Regions from separate parts of the Mus musculus genome. Here regions 1, 2, 3 and 5 are each linked to region 4. The links are chromatin contacts, called in public Hi-C and promoter capture Hi-C maps. All regions are on one chromosome and are shown on one strand. Each heading gives the region's core, a stretch centred on a gene start, on an enhancer-like site or on the middle of the called end of the contact. The rest is flanking DNA. Distances are from core to core; before and after follow the strand shown. Region 1 holds the start of Cyp4v3 (cytochrome P450, family 4, subfamily v, polypeptide 3). Region 2 holds the start of Snx25 (sorting nexin 25). Region 3 holds the start of Tlr3 (toll-like receptor 3). Region 4 holds the start of Frg1 (FSHD region gene 1). Region 5 holds the start of Ufsp2 (UFM1-specific peptidase 2).

Region 1 (3,584 bases), core at 23-2,522, 3.9 Mb before region 4:
AGTACACACCAGATGGCTCTTTTGTAAAAAGTAACTGCAGGGGTGGGCAACATGGCTCAGCTGGCCAAAGAGCTTGACACCAAACTTGACCACTTGCGTTTGAGCCTCCAAAACCACATGGTGGGTTGTTGTCCTCTGATCTCCATGCTTGCATACAGTTTAAAAAGAATGTAATACGTTTTTAAAAATTCAACTGAGGAAAGCCCTAGATGTGCTTTCTTCAGGTCCCAGAGGCCACACGGGTGTTTGTGGGCACACCATGCAGTCTCTGTATGAAAATAACATTCTCAAGAAAATGAGAATCCAGGGCATCTGTGGATTTCAACTTTCTTGGCACTCTCCCCAGTGTGCAGTAGGCAAGGGCACTTCTCATCCTGCCCTTTGGTAAGGACAATGGGGTGTAGAACAGGGACTCCTGTTCAGGCTGGAGACCTCCATGGGTAGCTAGTAAATAACTTTGCTAGCTTCTTCTTTCTGGCCTTTCCCTTTCTGCAGGCTTGGCATTTTAGCTTCACTTTGACTGTGCCCCATTACTGTTGCCAACCCTCCTCATAGCATGCCTTCTTCCACCCACTTCTGAGCCCCTCCATCCCCACCCTTGTTCTCTCTAGTTCTGGCTTTCCTTGATCAGAGAATGTTTAGGGAAGTGCTAGACTGTGTTCTCCTTTAGTTCTGGTGATTCAGTCTGTCAGCTGACACTCACTGGATACGTGGCTTCCCTAAACTTCTAGGTCATGGGAAGGCGGTTGCTGTGCCGGACCCTGAAGCAGGGGCCAGAGTGTGTCCGGTGCCCCTGGGCAACCGGCCCTGCCCTAGGGCAGCAACTGATGCAGGTTTGCGCAAGGGCTAGTTGAATTTAGAATTCCAAAAACTGCCTTTCGACACCGAGGACTCTTCATTTGAATTTTTTAAAACAGACTGCTTATGAGATCTGTAATCCTTCCACAAAGCAAGGGAGTTGCAAAATTCTTAACAGCCCACATTAGCCGGCCCTAGGGTGTCCGGAACTGGCGATGCGAATTTCTAGTTTCTTCTCCATCCCGAAGCTACCCTAAATTCGACTTCCTCCGCCATCCTCATCTTTCCACACCGTGAGCTTTCACGTGCATTCTGAACTTCAGAGCTCAGAAGTTGTTCCGGTCTTTCGCTTTCGCCTTGAACCCCAGTGGCTGGCGCGTAGTACGCAGACTCGTGCAGGGCATCACAACAAACCTGCGGGAGCTTTCCCCGCCCCCTCGGAAAGTTTGTCCCCAGGGCGTGGTGCAGACGCTACAGATTTTCCCAGCTCCAGAGCTGGAAGATCTGAGAGGACCTGGTGTGCCCCGGGGGTTCTTTTTCCTGAGCCCTGAGCCGGGAGCTTGGAGTTCCCGAATTTGTCCCTCCCTCCTCTGCACCCGGCAGCGACTGGTCGCCACCTTCTCACTGGCAATCCAGAGGGAAGAGGGGAATCAGAGAGATGTTGTGGCTGTGGTTAGGGCTCAGTGGGCAGAAACTATTGCTTTGGGGCGCAGCGAGCGCGGTCTCCCTGGCCGGCGCCACTATCCTGATCAGCATCTTTCCGATGCTGGTAAGCTACGCGCGGAAATGGCAGCAGATGCGGTCAATCCCGTCGGTGGCCCGCGCCTACCCCTTGGTGGGACACGCGCTTTATATGAAGCCCAACAACGCAGGTATGTGTATGTACAAGGAAGTGTCTACTCCGTCTACTACTCTAACTAAGGCTGTTAGGCGCCTCGTCAGTCAGAGACACCTATTTAATGGACTGCTCCCACTCCCTCCCAACTTTTTCTTGCCACAATTGAGGTCTTCACATCCCTCAGACCTGCTAGGAGAAAGAAGAAATCTTCCAACCTCCACACCCCCACCCCTCCAACTCACCCTTACCCTCCAGGGAGTAAGTTCCTAATTCTCCCCATACCCATTTCCACTCTAGTGCCTGCCAAATTGCTTTGTGCCTCCCATCCTATAACGAGCATAGCAAACATACATATGTGTATATAGCATGTGTGTATAGAACAGGTTACAGTCTTTCCAAGTAAAATTAATTGATTGATATGCAGTTAAAATCCTCTTGGCCTTTGTAGATCAATCCTTCTGAGGAAGTCTTTCAAGGCCACTTCAGCAGACTCTACTGCCAAGGGCCTTGAAGTAAATTTATATGGCTAGGTTCAAAAATCTTACTTATTGGAGAGGTTTTTGTCGTTATTGTTGTTGGTGGTGTTTTTTAAACCTGAAATAATTTTAAAGAAATGTTTTATGCAAAAAAATTTTGTTCTTTTGCTTTAGAAAAATACCTAAAGTCAGAAAGTTCTTAAAAATAGTGGTATCTGTGGTTCCCTGTTAGAGATAGTGTATTCAGTCTTAACACTTAATCTTCATGGCTGTGTAAGCCTGGACATCCAGAACTGAGAAGAGACTTCCAGATGGCACATTTTAAAAGAACCTACACCAGATCCTACCTTTTCTTCAGATTAACTATTAATAGTTGTTTTACGGGCTGACCATCAATTTTAAATCTTCTTTAATATAGGTTTTAATATAGTTGCATCTCATTTTATTTTTAAATTTTTTATTGGTTATTTTCTTTATTTACATTTCAAATGTTATCCCCCTTTCCGGTTTCCCCTCCAAAACCTCCCTATCCCATCCCCTCCCCCTGCTTCTATGAGGGTGCTCTCCCACCCTCCCACCCACTCCCATGTCACAACCCTGGCATTCCCTATGCTAAGCATTTAAATCTTCTTAAGATCCTTTATTATCACTTCTGCGACCCAGGACAAAAACTGTCACAACAACTTAACTTGAATAACATGGGACACCATGGGAAAGTTTGTACGAAAATACTATCTAGCAGAAATCCAAGCAAATTCTCGTCACCTAACAATCGGTGTGACTTATAAGAAGTAATCCAACAACACTTTTATGTATGTTAGAACCATGTTGATAAAAACCCATGCTGTTTAGTTGAATAATACTCAAAAGAAAGCTAACATCCCCTTCCACTCTGACACTTGAGAGTCTACCCTAACCATTCCACTGTGAAAATCGCAGAAGATGAAATACAAAACCCAAAATGCCCATCAGGAAACAGTCCAGTGTCTCTGCTATATACAGAGCCCCATCATGTTCAGTAAAATGAACCACCCCAAGACCTGGTAAAGGTATTATTTTTGAGTGTTGGTAAAGAGTTTTTAAAGGAGGTTAGTGAATCTGAGCGGCCCAGATAAGAAAAATTCCTCTTTAACATGAGCAGAATCCTAACACCCTGAGTTCAGAAGAAACAATGCAGAAAGCAAACTGGTGTCTCTCTGAGGTTTTTCTCCAGCCACGTTGGTCATCAGAAGTCCAGGCTTGCCAGCCTTCAGACTTCACTGCTTAGGCAAGCCCTTGGCCTTCCCCCACTTCCTCTTCTCCAGTATTTCATTTTCTATCGCTGGTGCTACTCCTCACAGTCTGGACTGCTCAAAGACTCTAGGGTTCTAATTCAGCTTAGACATTGTCTTGGCACATTTGTCTCAGCACAAATACATTATCCAAAGGTTGACTTTTTGAGGAAGCATTGTGTATGGAATGTGTAGGGGGGT
Region 2 (3,898 bases), core at 307-2,806, 4.7 Mb before region 4:
CAGGCAAGCAAAGCGCTCGCATAAAATAAAATTTAAAAATCTTTTTAGAAATCCTTTTAGAAACATGAGAAACATACTTGTCTTTAAATAGTTATAAAAATAATTCACTTAAATACTACATTCTATTAGAATTAAATTTTAGGTATGCTTTTTAAATCTATGACTTCGTCTCCCACTTGAAATCCATATGCCATTGGGGAAATTTATTATGAAGACCTGGAATGAATACATGGGTGGATTGTTAATGTATACCTGTACCTTTTCTTGAATAATAACTTTTTTGTGTAATACTTTGTTTTAAGCAAGCAAGTAAGCAAGCACTTTATTCATGAGTATTGTGACTTTTTTCCTTTTTTTTGATGAAATGGCACAATACTTATTACAGATGGAACAACCCCTTTACAGAAAAAAACAAAACAAAACCAAAAACCCAGTGTAGCCACAATATATAACACTGCATTGTAACACCTATGTTACTTGTCTGCTACTCGGAGGGCACTACCCATCACCATATTAGCGAACACTGCAAACCTAGGCTGCACACCTTTGATTCCAGCACTCTGAAAGCAGAGGCAAGTAGATCTCTGGGGGGGTCCAGACTAGCCTGGTCCACATAGTGAGTTTCAGGATAGCCAGGTTTACACAGAGAGACCCTGTCACAAAACAAAATAGTACAAGTTAAAGAACCTGGACTTCTTCATCTCAGTGTCATGGGGGTGCTAGCTCCTTATCTGTCAAGCTTCTCTTATTTTCTTATTTCATTTTTTTTTTTTTTTTTGTCTTCTCTACTCTATCTCCTCTCCCAGTGTCTTCAGAAATCCTTCATTTCCATCATCCCTCTAAGACAGTCAACACCCTTTATGGGCTTTGGCAGCTCTGTTACAGTATTGAGCAGCATTTGGACATCTTTCATCTCAGCAAACATCGTCTGTAGACTACCGGCTGCAGTCAAGAGAGGAAAGGAAAATATGTTCTCTCAAAATTCTTTGAACCAGTTTCTTTTGCGTGGGTAACAGCTTTTGTACCGAGTAGTTGTTGGCAACAAAAACACAAAATCGGAGCCAAATCGATTGTGGCAGCTATGTACACTCTCTGGCACTGGGGAGTCTTTCCATAAGTAAGTGGGAACCACAGGCTTCGCTTGACTCCTCCAGGTTTGTCTTAGTCCCCTACCCTTGGGCAGTGGAGTGGGGTCCGTTGGAAGAAAGTAGTAAAAGAGAGGATCAGGGACAGTACGAGGTTAATCAGAGAGCTAGAGAACAAGGCTGGCGTCTGGTATGGGGCTGTAGGCAAGGCGAGGAGCGGAGAGACGAAAATAAGGGGGTACCTGAGCGGAGCTCAACGCAGGCTTCTGACACCTGCAGCAAAATTTTCCACGAACAGACGCGGTCCCCGGGGGGCGGGGGCGGGGCTCGGGAAGTAGCGGGGTCCACTGCGATTGGTCGCGCCCCTTTCCGGCCGCCCCCGCCCCGGGTGGGCGGGGCGACCCCGCCCCACTGTCACTCAGCCGCAGGTCCCGCCCCCGCCCCCGCGCGTCTCGAGCCCTTGGGGTTTCAGTCCCCCTCGCGGTCCCGCTACCTGGGCGCGCCCGGTCGGCGGGCAGCTGCGGGCCCGGCGCGGGGCGGCGGCACCGAGGCGGGAGGGGGGGCGCGGCGGTGTCTGTTGGAGCGGTTCCCGCTCAGGGCCGCCGGCGAGGGCATGAGCGCGGGCTGCCCTTGCCTCGCGAGCGGCGGCGGGAGCGGCGAGGCGGCGGGGCGCCGCGCACAGGCCACGGCCCGGGGCGGCGCCGGGGGGCTGCGGGCCGGGAGATGAGCCTGTCGCCAGCGGCCCAGGAAGCAGCATGCACCGCGATGCCACCGACAGCAGCGGCGCCCGCCGCGGCCCCACGTCCGCCGCAGACGCCTGCCGCGCTGCCCGGGGCTCCGCGGACCGGCCGCGGACGGCGGACGGCCCGGGCTGGGGCTGGCGGGGGCCCGCGGCCGTGGCCGCCCTGGCAGTGCTGGCGCTGTGCTGCCTGGTCCCAGGCTGGGGACCGGCGGCGGGCACGGGGCCGGGCGCCGTGCTGCTGCGCCTCAGCCTGTACCTGAGCTGCGCCGCGGCCGCCTTGCTGCTGGGGACACTGGTCTCGCTCGTCTGCTGGAGCCCGCGCGCCCAGCCGCCGGACTTCGTCTCTTCCTGGAGCCGGCTGGCGGCGACCGTCCGCTGTCCGCTGCGGGTGAGTACCGGTCTCGACTGCCTCGCGTGCCCGCGGCCTCGTGCGCGCGCAGACCCCGGGGGGCTCCGGCCGGGTGGCCCTCCGGCAGCCGAAGCCCGCGGAAGACTGGGCTGCGCGGGCTTGGTCACGCGCGCCGTTTTAGGCGCTGTAGTTAACTCATCCACCATCCTCTGCACAGAGAGATCCATCCAGGCGGGTCTCCGATGTTGAAGTGCAGTTGGTGAGTGCCGAGAAAAATCCGCTTACAGCACCCACGGGAGGCAGGCTTCGCATTCATCACTGATGCTCCTGTTTGGTTCTTCGATCTGTAGTGGTTGGGAGATAACTTTATGACGGCTTACAGAAGAGAAAACTTGGTTAGGTCACCCAGTCCGAGGGAGCTCACTCAATGGGCCCCGTGTACTTCATACCTGTAAGGTCCTGTCTTCCACCATGTTGGTTAAGTTGTCATGCAGCTCAGGTGGATGTCTATTTGAGGGGGTTGAGGGGGTGGCATGCTCACCAGGAACCACTGTCGTTTGTTAAGAGGAAAAGCTGTCCTCAGGCAGGTGTAGGACATCAGGGTTGTGGTTATGTTGCGGAACGTAGGAAAGAACTGGATTTTCAACGTGCTTTGCCCTCCTTCCTACCAACCCTGTTTGCCTTAAATCAAACTTTACCTCCAGTCTGTTTATAATAACCCTTTAAAAGGACCTTCATTTTACCGGACTTGGCTGATTGATATCTTCATAAAACTAAAATTGCCCGAGATCTTGGGAGCCAGAGCAATGGCAGTGGCTCAACTTCATAAAAACGTTTGTTAGAGTGACTGCTGTCCCCAGAGTTTCTATTTGCTTATGGCATGAACCGTTTATTACTTTCTGGAAGAGCTTCCTACTTTTCAAAATGACTTTCCAGAGCCTGTCACTTCAGAATGGCATCCTCACTCATTAGACTCAGGAAACACAGCGGCAGTCTCAAAAGAATAGCAATGCCTGTTCCGCTTAGAAACTTTGATTTGGCTAAACATTTGTGACTATCGTTTGCATTTTAGAGTTGGTGGGTAGATGTGTTCTTCCTTCTATTCTTTTCTCAGTTCTAATAAGTAAGGGTCCTAAAAGTTTACCAGTTAGGTTTTAGACCTATATAAGGCACACCACAGTTTAAATATTATACATACAAACATATACTAAGTTCAGTATAAATTTATTGAGCATCTTTTATAAACTAACTCTTACATGTTTTTGAAGTTTGGGTTGAATTAGCAAGCCACGTAAAAGTCCTAGTCAATGCAGATTATATTCCTGTGAGGAGCCAGACAAGAAATAAGATAATTTTGGATGGAGTTTATAAAACAAAAATGAAACTAAGAGCTGAGTAGTTGTGCATGAATGTAGGTGAAGGAAAGGAGTGCAAATGGTGGGCCAGGTTCACAGTTGTGATATTATCATTTACCTGTCAGGTCCCCAACCACCTCACTGCAGGGATTGCCTCTTGGTTTCCTTCAGGGCGTACACCATCACACCTGGTTTGTTTCTGAGTAAGGGGAAATTTAAATTGTCATCCAGGAAAATGATTTTGCAAATGATTTAGGGGAAAAAAAGTCCAGCAAGTGTAAACCTGATTTCAGGTTATAGAAGGGGTACATTTTAACCTGGGGAAAGGTATTACTGGCTATCCCATTTCAACTCAAATCCTGGTGAC
Region 3 (3,606 bases), core at 803-3,302, 4.0 Mb before region 4:
CTTTTGCCAGTTTCCAGGACCAATTTGGTCAGAGTATCCTAAAGAGTTCTATTTATCCTTCCTACCTGTTGAGGGCCCAGTGGCCTTTTTCACAATGTAATTTCCAATTAATGTTTAATACCTTTGTCAGATTTTGAAACACATGGAAGATGGGTCAGCAGTTAAAATGCTTGCCAAAAGCATGCTTGAGGAACACATTTGGGGTTCCCAGAACCTAGGTAAATGTCAGGTGGATGAAGGGGCTTGCCTGAGACTTCTAGGGCCTAGAAGGTGAGGATGGGATATCCAGAGCAGGCTGGTCAGCTAGGCTAGCAGCAAGGAGCTCTCAGTTCAGTTGAGAGACCCTTCCTCAATGAACAAAGTGTAGCACAATAAAGGAAAATACCCCAAATCAATTTCACGCCTTGATGAATATGTGCACATGTGTGCATATGTCCCCCACCCCCAGTATGTACACATATACATGCCAAGATATGTACACTTGAAAAAAAAGTTCTCTATTTATTTGAAGCCACTTACTAGTCAACTAACATTACAGCTAACCTAATATCTGTAAAGAATTACAAAGCATAAGATATTATAGATTATAGAGGAAGTATATTGTACTTATCTAATGCTGCATGGCCTATCACTCCATTTCTAAACAGTAAAGCAGCAGCAAGATGGTTTGCAGCTTTTCTGGGATGTTGGCAGAACTTGTTGAAGAAGGTCATTCAAGGTCATTGCTGAAGAAACTGCAGTAAGTTAAAGTAGATTGGAGGACTGTCTCCCATGCAGCCAGAGTCCATGTTAGCCATCTCCTAGGTGTTCGTGAGCATGCACATTCCCCTCCTTATATCCATTGCACAGCTAATCTAGGCTTCTGATTGCATAGCATTGGAGCCCCAGATTCCAATGAAGCCTGAGAGAGACTGGTGTTCCAAGAAGACAAGTCTTAAATACAGAGGCACTTATCAGGCTTCCCTAATGGACTCAGAACCAGACAGATATCCACTTGGTCAAAGCTACCCAAGCCAAGGGTCAGTGTGGGAGAGGACCATACAGCAGCCGATTCTCTGTCAGGAGACTAGTCCTTTAGAGGCTAGCAAGTTCTTCTGTGAGATGGTGTCAGAAGTAAAATTACAAAAATGCAGCCCAACCTGTTTTCAAGGAACCCACAGAGGTGAAATCTTGCCAAGACTATCAACGTTGTGTTGGCATCCAGGTGGATCAATGTAGAGGTCATTAATTTACTGAGGACAAAGTGCTTGCTTATGGTGTTGAGCTAAGAGTGTAGCCATGAGCCAGGTAACCACAGGAAGTAACCTCCTGGGGCCAGGGAAGAGCAATTTGCACCAGGATACAAAGTTACTTCTTGCTTTCACTTCTGTGGCCATTCACCTTTTCCACTTTCACCTCTGCCAAACAAAGGAACTATTGACTGAGAGCTCAGGCACTCCCCTCTCTTGGCTTCAAGACAAGAAGATCAGGTCAGGTGCTCTCCCATTTCTTGTATGCTTTATTACGTTTAACTTTTTTTTTAAAACTAAATAACAACCTGGCTGAATACTATGTCATTGCTCATCTGTAATGAAAAGAAAACTGACTTCATTCCCTTGCAACTCCGTTTCTTTAACCAGTTGGAGTCCTCATAGCTAATTGAGGAAGAAGGAGTTAATCCCGAGCTCTTCTCTGACCAAACAGATGCCTACTGATGCCTAATTTGTGGGTTTTGTGGAAAACTGGGCCTGCTTGAGTAAGAAAGGCTCTTTGTGACACCCAGTGCTGGACCAAACTTCTGCCTTCCTTCCTCCCTCCCTGCTCCCTTCCCCCATTGTTATTTCCCGGCCTAGTTGTTTCTGGGAGTTTCCTGCTTTTGAGGCAGGACCTCCTCCTGTGTCCGAGATGTCCTCAACATTTCCTGCTGGAAAACTGGATGGCCATTTTTACCTAAGAGATTAAGTTCGACTTTACTCATTTTGCAAAGAAGATAAAGCGAGGTAAGTGAATGGCTTTCACTTTGTTTAGACACATCCCATTTCCCCACACGGCCGGTCCCTGTTGGCCCCTCCCACTATGCGCGATTCCCGACCAGCACTCTGGGTCTCTGGGCGGCAGTCCCAACCTCAGACCATGCACTGCGCATATCACAGGTTTGCAAGGATCTGAAACCCACTGCAGAGGGCTTGGCTCTGAAGCCAGAAACTTACTGACTTCCAGAATTCTGCCCCCAGGCGGCGGCCGGTTCCTCGGCTTACACCTTCCTCCCTGAAGGTCGATTTGTGACCATTTCAATGAATCCCAGGAGGCCCTTAAAAAGAAACTAAAAAAGGGTAACAGTTTAATAACAATTTAACTGTTTCGCTGAAAATATCCTCTCTCTCTCCCTCTCCCTCTCCCCCTCCCCCCCCCCCCCTCTCTCTCTCTCTCTCTCTCTCTCTCTCTCTCTCTCTCAACTTAAGTTTCACTTTCAGGCTGAAAGGAAATGTGTGATTTAAAAAAAAAAGTCTGAATGAAAACTAAGGGGATGCAGGACCTCAGGCTGAGTAAAATCAGAATGTACTTGGCTTTTGAGGTTGACGCACCTGTTCTCTATCTGGGAAGTTAAACTGCCTGAATCACAATCGCGCACCAAAAGAAGATAGAAGATGATGCAGGTATTGGGAGAAGGGGAAAAATGCACCATAGTTCCAAATGTAAATTTAGCTACAAATTCTGATATCTTGTGATGAAATGCCAATTTTATGCAGCAACTAAAACAACAGCAGCAAGAACATACTTCCTCTATAGACTTCTCTTCTTGGAAAGATACTTTGAGAAAGCATTCAAAGTGATTTTGTAAAAGGCTTTAAAAAGTGGGTGAATGTGGCTCTGAGGGGTGTAAGGGGTAAACAAGATCAAAATACATATGTATGTGTAATGAATAGTATGAAATCATCAAAGAGCAAGTAAAAGGATTATATTAAAAGGTAGTTAAAAATACTTTTTAAAAAATTGCACCTTTTCCAAAAACAAAATAAAACAACAACAACAACAACAACAACAAAAACGCAGAAGGTTAAAAAGTCCTTTGTATTTAGTGAGCTAGAAAGGAAGACCTGGCACTCCATGACAATGTTCTTGAGAAAGGACAAATTCTCAGATGTTTCTAGGAACTGGCCAGTCACTTTCTGTTACAGAATGAAGAAGGGCAGCAGGAGAGGAGGGCAGGCTGTTCTGGAAGTTGTAGAGTAAGGCCAGAAACCAGGCTGGCAAATTATGGACTAGTTTGGGGAAAGCAGTCAACCTTCACCATATAGAAGTTGTCATAAGCTCTTCTCATGACTTTATGATGTGATTTTGTGTTGACACGTATCTAACTGTTTTGAAAGCTTTTCCTTACTATTAACTATTACCTACTAACTCGTGTTACTGATGAAAAAAGTTTTATGATCTCCTTAACACGCTGTTTAGGATTTGTCCCCCTCCCACTTTCTCTGTCTTTCTGCTTGTGCATGTGGTCACCATTCTGAATTCCCTAACATTCTAGTCACTCATGACCTTGTTTTTCATGCAGCCTGCTTCATTAGTGGATTTTTTTTGGGGGGGTGGATTTTTTTTTTTTTTTGCTTTTCACTCTCAATGAAG
Region 4 (3,678 bases), core at 910-3,409:
CTCCAAAACAGCCAAGGACACCCAGACATCCCCTGTTTCAAAGTGGGGGGAAGATTTTAGGTCTCTACCTAAGAACAGAGATTCTGGGGGCTGGAGAGATGGCTCAGCGCTTAAGAGCGCTGAGTGCTCTTCTGAAGGTCCTGAGTTCAAATCCCAGCAACCATATGGTGGCTCACAACCATCCACAACGAGATCTGGCACCCTCTTCTGGGGTGTCTGAAGACAGCTTACATATTAATAAGTAAATAAATCTTTAAAAAAAGAGAGAGAAATTTTATCTTATTTTCCAAAGGAAAGTGTCTCTTCCTTAATGGACTTCTATAGAGCTCTGATCAAGACTACTGTGGCATTGCCTCTCTTAAGCCATAACCCCAGCATCATTTATGGGATGGGCTAAACCTGAGGATGAGACAAGACCTATTTCACCAAGAAAAGCCAAAGATCCAGTTCCAGAAAAGATTAGTGCCTTGAGCTTTGGTCGCGCTCTCAGGTCATCTCCAGGTAAGGATGCTCTTTCAGAAGTTAGAAGACACCCAGCTCCCTTCTGGTGTTCTTGGGAAAAGCGTGGTCATTCCTGCTTGTGCAGTTTTCCAGGGCCTTACCCTAAACTGCATGCTCTGTTCCTATCACAAAGCCAGGTCCCCAGCACCAGAAAAGACAAGACAAAGATAAAGAGAGTTAAATCAGATACTTTTAAGCAATAATCATTGGCTGAGTTACAAATAACAGACCCTGTATTTATTTGCTGGATAGGGAGAAGTACTTGCAAAAGTGTTTCCTGTATGAGGTTGTGGGCAGTTTCTGTGCAAGGTTGGAGTTCAGGCAGTATCTTTGTGATAGTTTTGTCAAAAATATCTTCTATTTGCTAGATGTAATCGCCATCTCAGAGGCTTGCTGCTGAATAAACTCACCCTTTCCACTCCTTTCTAAATTCTGGCTGGCTGATTCAGCTAATCTATTCTGGCTTCAACTCCTCTCCAAGCTGACTGATTTTCATCTGGCTTCTCTCCGTGTCTCCTGAGTTGCTCTGCTTGCCCTCAAACTAACTCTGGTAATCTATTCTAATCTTCTGGCTTCTCATTCTCTGGCTTTAACTGCCTCTGCTGACCTTCACTGAACTGCAGGAGCTCATGAAGGAACTCACTCAACTCCACTGTACTGTACTCGCCACTCTGACTCCCCACTGACTGACAAGCGCTAAAGACTGAACTTGCCCCTGACCTGAATAGCTTCTCTCTCTTGTGCCACTCAGATGAGCGTTGAGCATATTCTGTCAAATCTCCCTCTGATTCACCACTTTGTTTGCCCCTCAATTAGACATCGTTGTTTAGGATTAAAGGTGTGTACTAAGTGTGTGTCTGGATTCCAGCCAGATCACACAGACCTAGAATATCTTTGCACGTCATCCCTTGCCAGAGCTGCCATCAATCATTCCTTCAAAAGTGTTTTATATTTGTCAAGTGTTGACAAAGCCATTCCATTTTTTGATTCTAACAGCATTCATGTTTCTTTCACAAAAACCAAAGATCACACAGAAGCTGTATCAGCGGTGCATTGTTTGTAATGGAAGGGAGTTATAACATTGCGGGGAAGATTGGAGGAGGCAAAAGGAATACGCACTTGGCTGGATCAAGACTACAGGGAAAGACAGTATTCGGTGTGGAGACCAAAGTCTCTTCAGCACTTGCGATAGAAACCAGTAGTTAGCAACTATACATTGTATCATTCCTCAATTGTTTCTTGTGTGTTACTCATACACAATACACGAGTAAAACATGTACAACACAACTAACAACTCTGGAGCCAGAGTCGTTGATAAAGTTGCCCGAAGCCAAGGCTGTGACCCACGCCTCCACAGAACACACATCTCGGTTTCTCTGTGCAGGCCCAGTCTGGCGGGTTGCCGGGTACTTGGTGCGATGTCCGCTGCAAAGAGAGTGGGCAGATAGATTTGATCCTTTCAACATCTGGCTCATCCAATCCAGGTATGGTCTTTACAACCTCGGCAGCAGGAAACTGTTGGATACCTTCGCTTCCACCAGGGGGCGTCTCTATAAGTTTTGCCTGGTTTGGGGGGGAAAAAAAACCGCGAACATCCGGGACTTCGCCGCAGGAACGCTGACGTGATTGGACCCTCCACGGCCGCCGTAGTGCATCGGAAGCAGTAAACAGGAAGCCGGAGAATCGTAGCCTTGGGTTGAAGAAGACCGAGAGTTCCTCGGGGACTCGCTCAGCTCCGGCCGTTAGAGCCACTTCCTCCTCCTCCCAGTCCTACGGAAGCTCTGCCAGAGGCTGCCACTTCAGCGAGCCGGGCCATGGCCGAATATTCCTATGTAAAGTCCACCAAACTCGTGCTCAAGGGCACTAAAGCCAAGAGGTGAGGCGGCGCTCGGGAGGGAGGCGCGGTTCTCAGTGCATCCATCCCCGGGGCTCAAGGGACGGGGTAGCCAAGCCACCCAGGACACTCAGACCTGCGTGGACAGCCTCCCCGACACTTCTTAGCTGACGCTGCGTGGCCGGGGATCCCCCGAAACGGAGAGACCAGGAGTCCTACTTTTGCCCCCCCCCCCAGGCCTCCCCCTGCCTGCCTTGATAACTTGCTTTAAGGAAAGTTTTTTTTTCCACCGGTCTTTCCTGCAAATGGAAAAAGCAAGCGGACAAACAAAAACGCCCTGATTCTCTGCAGTGTAATATGTAGGGGGCAGGCAAAGCTGCATCATAGTGTGAGTCGGGACCTTGAATTCGCACCGGTGATGGGTTGATGGTTCGTTTGCTGATTTATTAGACGCTGGTTCTTGTTCCTCGAGACTATAAAAAAGAGTTATGAGAACTGAATGAGACAGCCAACTCAGAATATAACAGCCAAGTGGAGGCATGTGGGTGTGATTTATAGTTAGCCCTATAGAGAAAGATATCTTGCCCGATCCTATTTCCGTCCTCTTGAAGGATCTAGCCAAAGTTGAACACTTTATTTCCTGTATCACCGCTGAAGCAGTTTCAACAGGTACTTGTCAGCGAGCTTCGTGCTGAATGAGCTCGGAGCTTTATCCTGACCGAATCTGAAACTGTTTAAAATTTAGAATTTGCTTCTGAAGATGTTGTCGATAAAATACAAAGAAGTTAAGACAGCAGTTATTAAAACCTATGTAGTGCTTTCCATGTTTCCATGATTGGTTCTTTGTTTTTTTGAGACAAGGTTTCTCTGTGTAGTCCTGGAACTTAACTCTGTAGACTAGGATAGCCATGAACTCAGACACTCACCTGCCTCACCTCCCCCACCCCACCAACCCCCAAGTGCTGGGATTAAAGGCTTGGGCTGCAACCACAGCAAGGCTCAGAATTTGTTGTAAGCACTCTGAATAATCACTTTTCCCCTAAGATCTCTCCTCGTGTTTCCATTTATGGAGCTGTAATTCATAAGCCATAAACTCCTTTTAAAGTGTACAGCTAGTGGGGTTTAGTATATTTACGAGTTCACCACTATTTAGTCAGTAAGCATTTTGCCACTCCAAAGGAGACTGTTTAACCAACCATTAAATAGTCACACCCTTCTGCCCGCCCTTCCAGCTTCTGTCGACTGCTTTCCAGCTATAAGGATTTACTTGTTATGAATATGTTATGCCTGTGGAATTAAATAGTACATAGCCTTCTATGTTTGGCTTCTTTCACTTAGGTTGC
Region 5 (3,706 bases), core at 615-3,114, 4.6 Mb before region 4:
GACTGAACCTCTGAACCTGTAAGCCAGCCTCAATGAAATGTTGTCCTTATAAGAGTTGCCTCGGTCATGGTGCCTGTTCACAGCAATGAATCCCTCAGACAAACCCTATTCTGGAACAAGTGAGCTAGAACTGACTCCTAAGGCTTCAAATGACTGAACCTTGGGCATATATTACCTTTGATTGTCAGAACATTATGAAGTAGGTGCCGGTGCAGTTTTTTATTTTGTAAATTTCTTGTCACATCTCTGCAAGAGTGACAGCTTTTATGTAACCTGTTCAAAGACTACACCATGTCCCAATTTCACTCCATTAACTTCATTCTAAGCGAACAACAAAAAGTTTAATAATGCTGTCCATTCATTCTGTTGTTTATCATAAAAAACTAAACCCCTCAAAACTGGAAAATACTGTGAGAACTACCAGTGAGAAGTTTGATAAATTTAGAACAACATTACCATTTGAGTAAGAAAAATACTTACATAAACTGAAGATTGAAAAGACAAGCAAAAAACCCTGTCTTGAAAAAAAAAAAGAAAGAAAGAAAGAAAGAAAGAAAAAGAAAAAAGAAAGAAAGAAAAGAAAGAAAAAAGAAAAGACAAGCAAGAGTAAGGTTTAACTCGGGTACTTATACAATAAGATTTCTGCTTAACATAATCAGTCACGCCTATTCTTTTCTGTAAAAAATGGGGAAAAGATATGGTACTTCAACCAGGGTTGTTATGACAATTCTTTAAGCAATCATATGTGAAAGCGCCAGGGTCTCTTTAGGCTTTTAAAGCAAGATACTCTATGAAGATGTAATATTTAAGCTGAAATTCGAAGGGCAGGTAAGTAGCCCATAAAAGAAGCCTTAAATTTTCCAAGGTAAAGAGGTATTCTTATGTGTGTAAGCCCATTCTAAGCACAGTGGCCAATTGGTGAAGGTTCGCTTAATTGAAACAACATGTAGGAAGGCTGATGTATACGATTGTAAGCCCAACACTTGGGAGGTAGAGGCAGGAAGGTCTGGATTTCAAAGTCATTCCTGACTGTGTAGCCAGTTCAAGGACAGCCTGGGTTTTGTGAGGCTCTGTCCTAAAACCAAAGCAAAAGATCACTTAGACTATGACCCATGGACGGACAGCAAGGACAAAGCTCAAGGACGGTAAAGAAGGTTTTAATACAGCCAGCCAGAAGTAGAACCCAGACTTGATTATTGACTTTGTTCTTGAGATGAGGCAAGTTTGTCAAGGGTTTGGTGGGCACAAGGAGGGGTGAGCTGGGTTATCGAATGGGAATTCTGAAGGAAGAGTGCGGGGAGAACAGGAAATGATGAGCCGGCTCTGTAACTGCTGAGTTTGAATGATTTATTTAAGTGGAAGCAGTTGACTAGACTTATGAATTGGGTTCGGAGAGAAAGCTCAGGGTGTAAGCTGAAGATTATCATCTGCGGTACAGATGGCAGGACTTAGCTGAGCTAGGAGAAGGGGGAAGCTGGAGAGTTCTGTGCCACGTAAGCGAAGGGAGAAGACTATTTTAAGGAAGTTAGGTCTATCTTTTCAAAACCAAAAGTTCTTTTAGCTAGCTTCTAAATACGACAAATAGTGCCTTACTGTCAAGATGCACTGACTGACCCGGAGAGTCGCATGACCCGGTGCTGCTGGTGACCAGATCACCCAAGAGATCCAAGTGAGGATAGTTTGTACCGCGACTTTTGGCCTCTCAGGAGCAGCTCCTTTTAGGGGCCTGGAGCCATTCTCCTAACGGTTGACGAAGTCCTAGGGGTAAATACGGGGAGGTCACTGACAACCAGAATCACTTACCAAGCACCACTGGCGATGGCAAGAACACCTACTTCGTGCAAGCAAGGGTCGTCCCGGAAGTGACGTCACGCCCGCCGACTGCGGGGCTCCGACAGGTGACTACAACTCCCAGAATGCTTCGCGTCAACCATCACGGAGCGTACCACAGGGAAACTATTCGCCGATGGCGGGGAAACAGAAGGCTTAGTTTCGAGAGATTTTATTGGCTGAGACTTACGTATTCTATGGCCTTTCTTCCGTTTTCGTGGACGCGCCGTGCGGGTTCGAACGTTCCGAGGGCCTACAGTAGCACGTTGGGAAAGGGTTCTCCCGTTCCCACGGCAACGCGGCCTAACATGCGCCAGCGGCAGCTTGCGGAACTGTGCGGCGCGCGCCTCTGCTGCTGCGCTCTAGGCTGGAGCCCCGGCCAAGCGCGTGGCCTCGAGCTCTTCGGGCTCTGCTGTGGAGTGATCCCCGACCGGAGCAGGGTCCATCTGATTCTGGTTGTGGGATTAGGTGTCTTTTGGAGAGGTGACTCGGCCTCGCAGACATGGGTTTTCCTTAGCTACCTGCCTACTTCAAGCTACCTTTCCTTAGAGGGAATAACTTAGACAATCAGTCCATTTATTTTCTGCAGTTTCTCCCTTTTAGCCAAACTTTTTTTTTTTTTTTCCTGGCGTAGAAAAGAATTTATTGAGTAAATTGCAAGGATGCAGTGGACAGGGCTGTAACAGAGGAACCTTCTTAGCCAAACTTTTTGAAGGGAACTTGCCATATTCTACTTGGGTAGAATCCCACGATTTTCGTGTCTACGTGATTATAAACCAAAATTTATGCCTTTTAAAGTCTGTTTTCCTACTTCTACCTGACCAGAAGGAGAGGGTTGCAAAAAACATTGCGTAAATGTGTGAATGAATACTTTGTAAGTTTTACTTAAAGAGTTTATTGTAGGGACAAAGTTGAAGGCATTGGCCGCAAGCGCTGGGGCGACAATGGTAAAAAACTAAAGGGGTTTTGTCGTTCAAGCCGCTCCGGAGGTTAGGGCAGAGGTTCCCTGATTCCAGGAGTTCCATTCCAGTCTGGGCAGCGTTGCCTCAAGAATGTGGTGAAGGAGATTGAAACTCAGTTCATGGTTCCTAGCTGTCAGTTCACTGGGGAAAATAAAGGGTGCCAAACCACGGATATAAGATGACTGTTAATGAAGCTTGGGAAGGTGTTAAAGCGGAGAATCTCCAGGAGAAGAGACCAACTCCATGACTGTCCAATTAAAGCAAGCTGTGTGTTGGGGTGTGCCCGTACTAGCCTGCTGGCTGTCTCACTCTGAGAGCACCCCTTGCGGCAGCCTCATTAGGTCCTTTTTACACGAGAGAGAGAGAGAGAGAGAGAGAGAGAGAGAGAGAGAGAGAGAGAGAGAGAGAGAGAGATCGTTCACCGGACTGAGAGAGTTGGCTGTTATACATTGTAAAAACAAAACCAAAGAACAATGTGAAAGGGAAGGAACAAGGTCATGTTCCTACATCATGTGAATCGGGTAGCAAGTTTAGTGTTGGTTGAAAGACATTTTGCAGTTTACATCCTATCTAAGAAACAGGGATCAGTCCTTAATTACAAGGAGAAATCTCAACTTGGAAGCACTTAACGCAGGACAAACAGGAACGTATTCTTTAACTACAAATAGAAACCGTAGCCTGTACAGGATGAACAGGAGCTTAGTCTTAACTGTCTTAACTGGAAACAAAAACTTTAACCTGCAAAGTATATTGTTCCTAGTTTGGTCTCACAAAAGCTATGCACAAGCCTATCTGATGGGGCTTGTGCGGGTACGTAAAAGAAGTCAACCAACCAACCAATCCAGAGACTTAAAATAATGGCAAATAAATAGTTTGATATTTAATAATCATTCTTTTCTTTAAAATTAATTTCC

Evidence for each region. Promoter capture Hi-C pulls out the DNA fragments that hold promoters and counts their contacts. Hi-C and Micro-C count contacts between places; a contact is called where the count stands out from the background.
Region 1: a Hi-C map of B cells shows a contact between it and region 4, with 8 read pairs. The contact joins the promoter of Cyp4v3 here to the promoter of Frg1 in region 4. A contact is called at or near these places in 2 of 39 promoter capture datasets (cranial neural crest and second pharyngeal arch cranial neural crest) and 1 of 484 Hi-C or Micro-C datasets (B cells).
Region 2: a contact with region 4 is called in a promoter capture Hi-C map of pre-B cells. The contact joins the promoter of Snx25 here to the promoter of Frg1 in region 4. A contact is called at or near these places in 1 of 39 promoter capture datasets (pre-B cells) and 1 of 484 Hi-C or Micro-C datasets (CD4 T cells).
Region 3: a contact with region 4 is called in a promoter capture Hi-C map of pre-B cells. The contact joins the promoter of Tlr3 here to the promoter of Frg1 in region 4. A contact is called at or near these places in 2 of 39 promoter capture datasets (pre-B cells and second pharyngeal arch cranial neural crest).
Region 5: a promoter capture Hi-C map of pre-B cells shows a contact between it and region 4. The contact joins the promoter of Ufsp2 here to the promoter of Frg1 in region 4. A contact is called at or near these places in 3 of 39 promoter capture datasets (cranial neural crest, hippocampal neurons and pre-B cells) and 1 of 484 Hi-C or Micro-C datasets (the G1E-ER4 cell line).

Annotation. Positions count from the first base shown.
Region 1 is chr8:45,330,851-45,334,434 of GRCm38.p6, reverse strand. Cyp4v3 (cytochrome P450, family 4, subfamily v, polypeptide 3) reads left to right here and starts at 1,272. Exons shown (of 11, transcript NM_133969.3): 1 at 1,272-1,670. The coding sequence starts at 1,457. The region is part of intron 3 of Gm30504 (a long non-coding RNA gene); the gene reads right to left.
Region 2 is chr8:46,150,099-46,153,996 of GRCm38.p6, reverse strand. Snx25 (sorting nexin 25) reads left to right here and starts at 1,556. Exons shown (of 19, transcript NM_001372342.1): 1 at 1,556-2,215. The coding sequence starts at 1,841.
Region 3 is chr8:45,408,826-45,412,431 of GRCm38.p6, reverse strand. It overlaps Tlr3 (toll-like receptor 3), which reads left to right and starts at 2,052. Exons shown (of 7, transcript NM_001357316.1): 1 at 2,052-2,132; 2 at 2,454-2,636.
Region 4 is chr8:41,415,599-41,419,276 of GRCm38.p6, reverse strand. Frg1 (FSHD region gene 1) reads left to right here and starts at 2,159. Exons shown (of 9, transcript NM_013522.3): 1 at 2,159-2,377. The coding sequence starts at 2,316. Gm50494 (a long non-coding RNA gene) reads right to left here and starts at 2,151. Exons shown (of 2, transcript XR_003947538.1): 1 at 2,028-2,151; 2 at 1,542-1,926.
Region 5 is chr8:45,973,686-45,977,391 of GRCm38.p6, reverse strand. It overlaps Ufsp2 (UFM1-specific peptidase 2), which reads right to left and starts at 1,864. Exons shown (of 12, transcript NM_138668.2): 1 at 1,804-1,864. 1700029J07Rik (RIKEN cDNA 1700029J07 gene) reads left to right here and starts at 2,140. Exons shown (of 7, transcript NM_001033148.3): 1 at 2,140-3,706.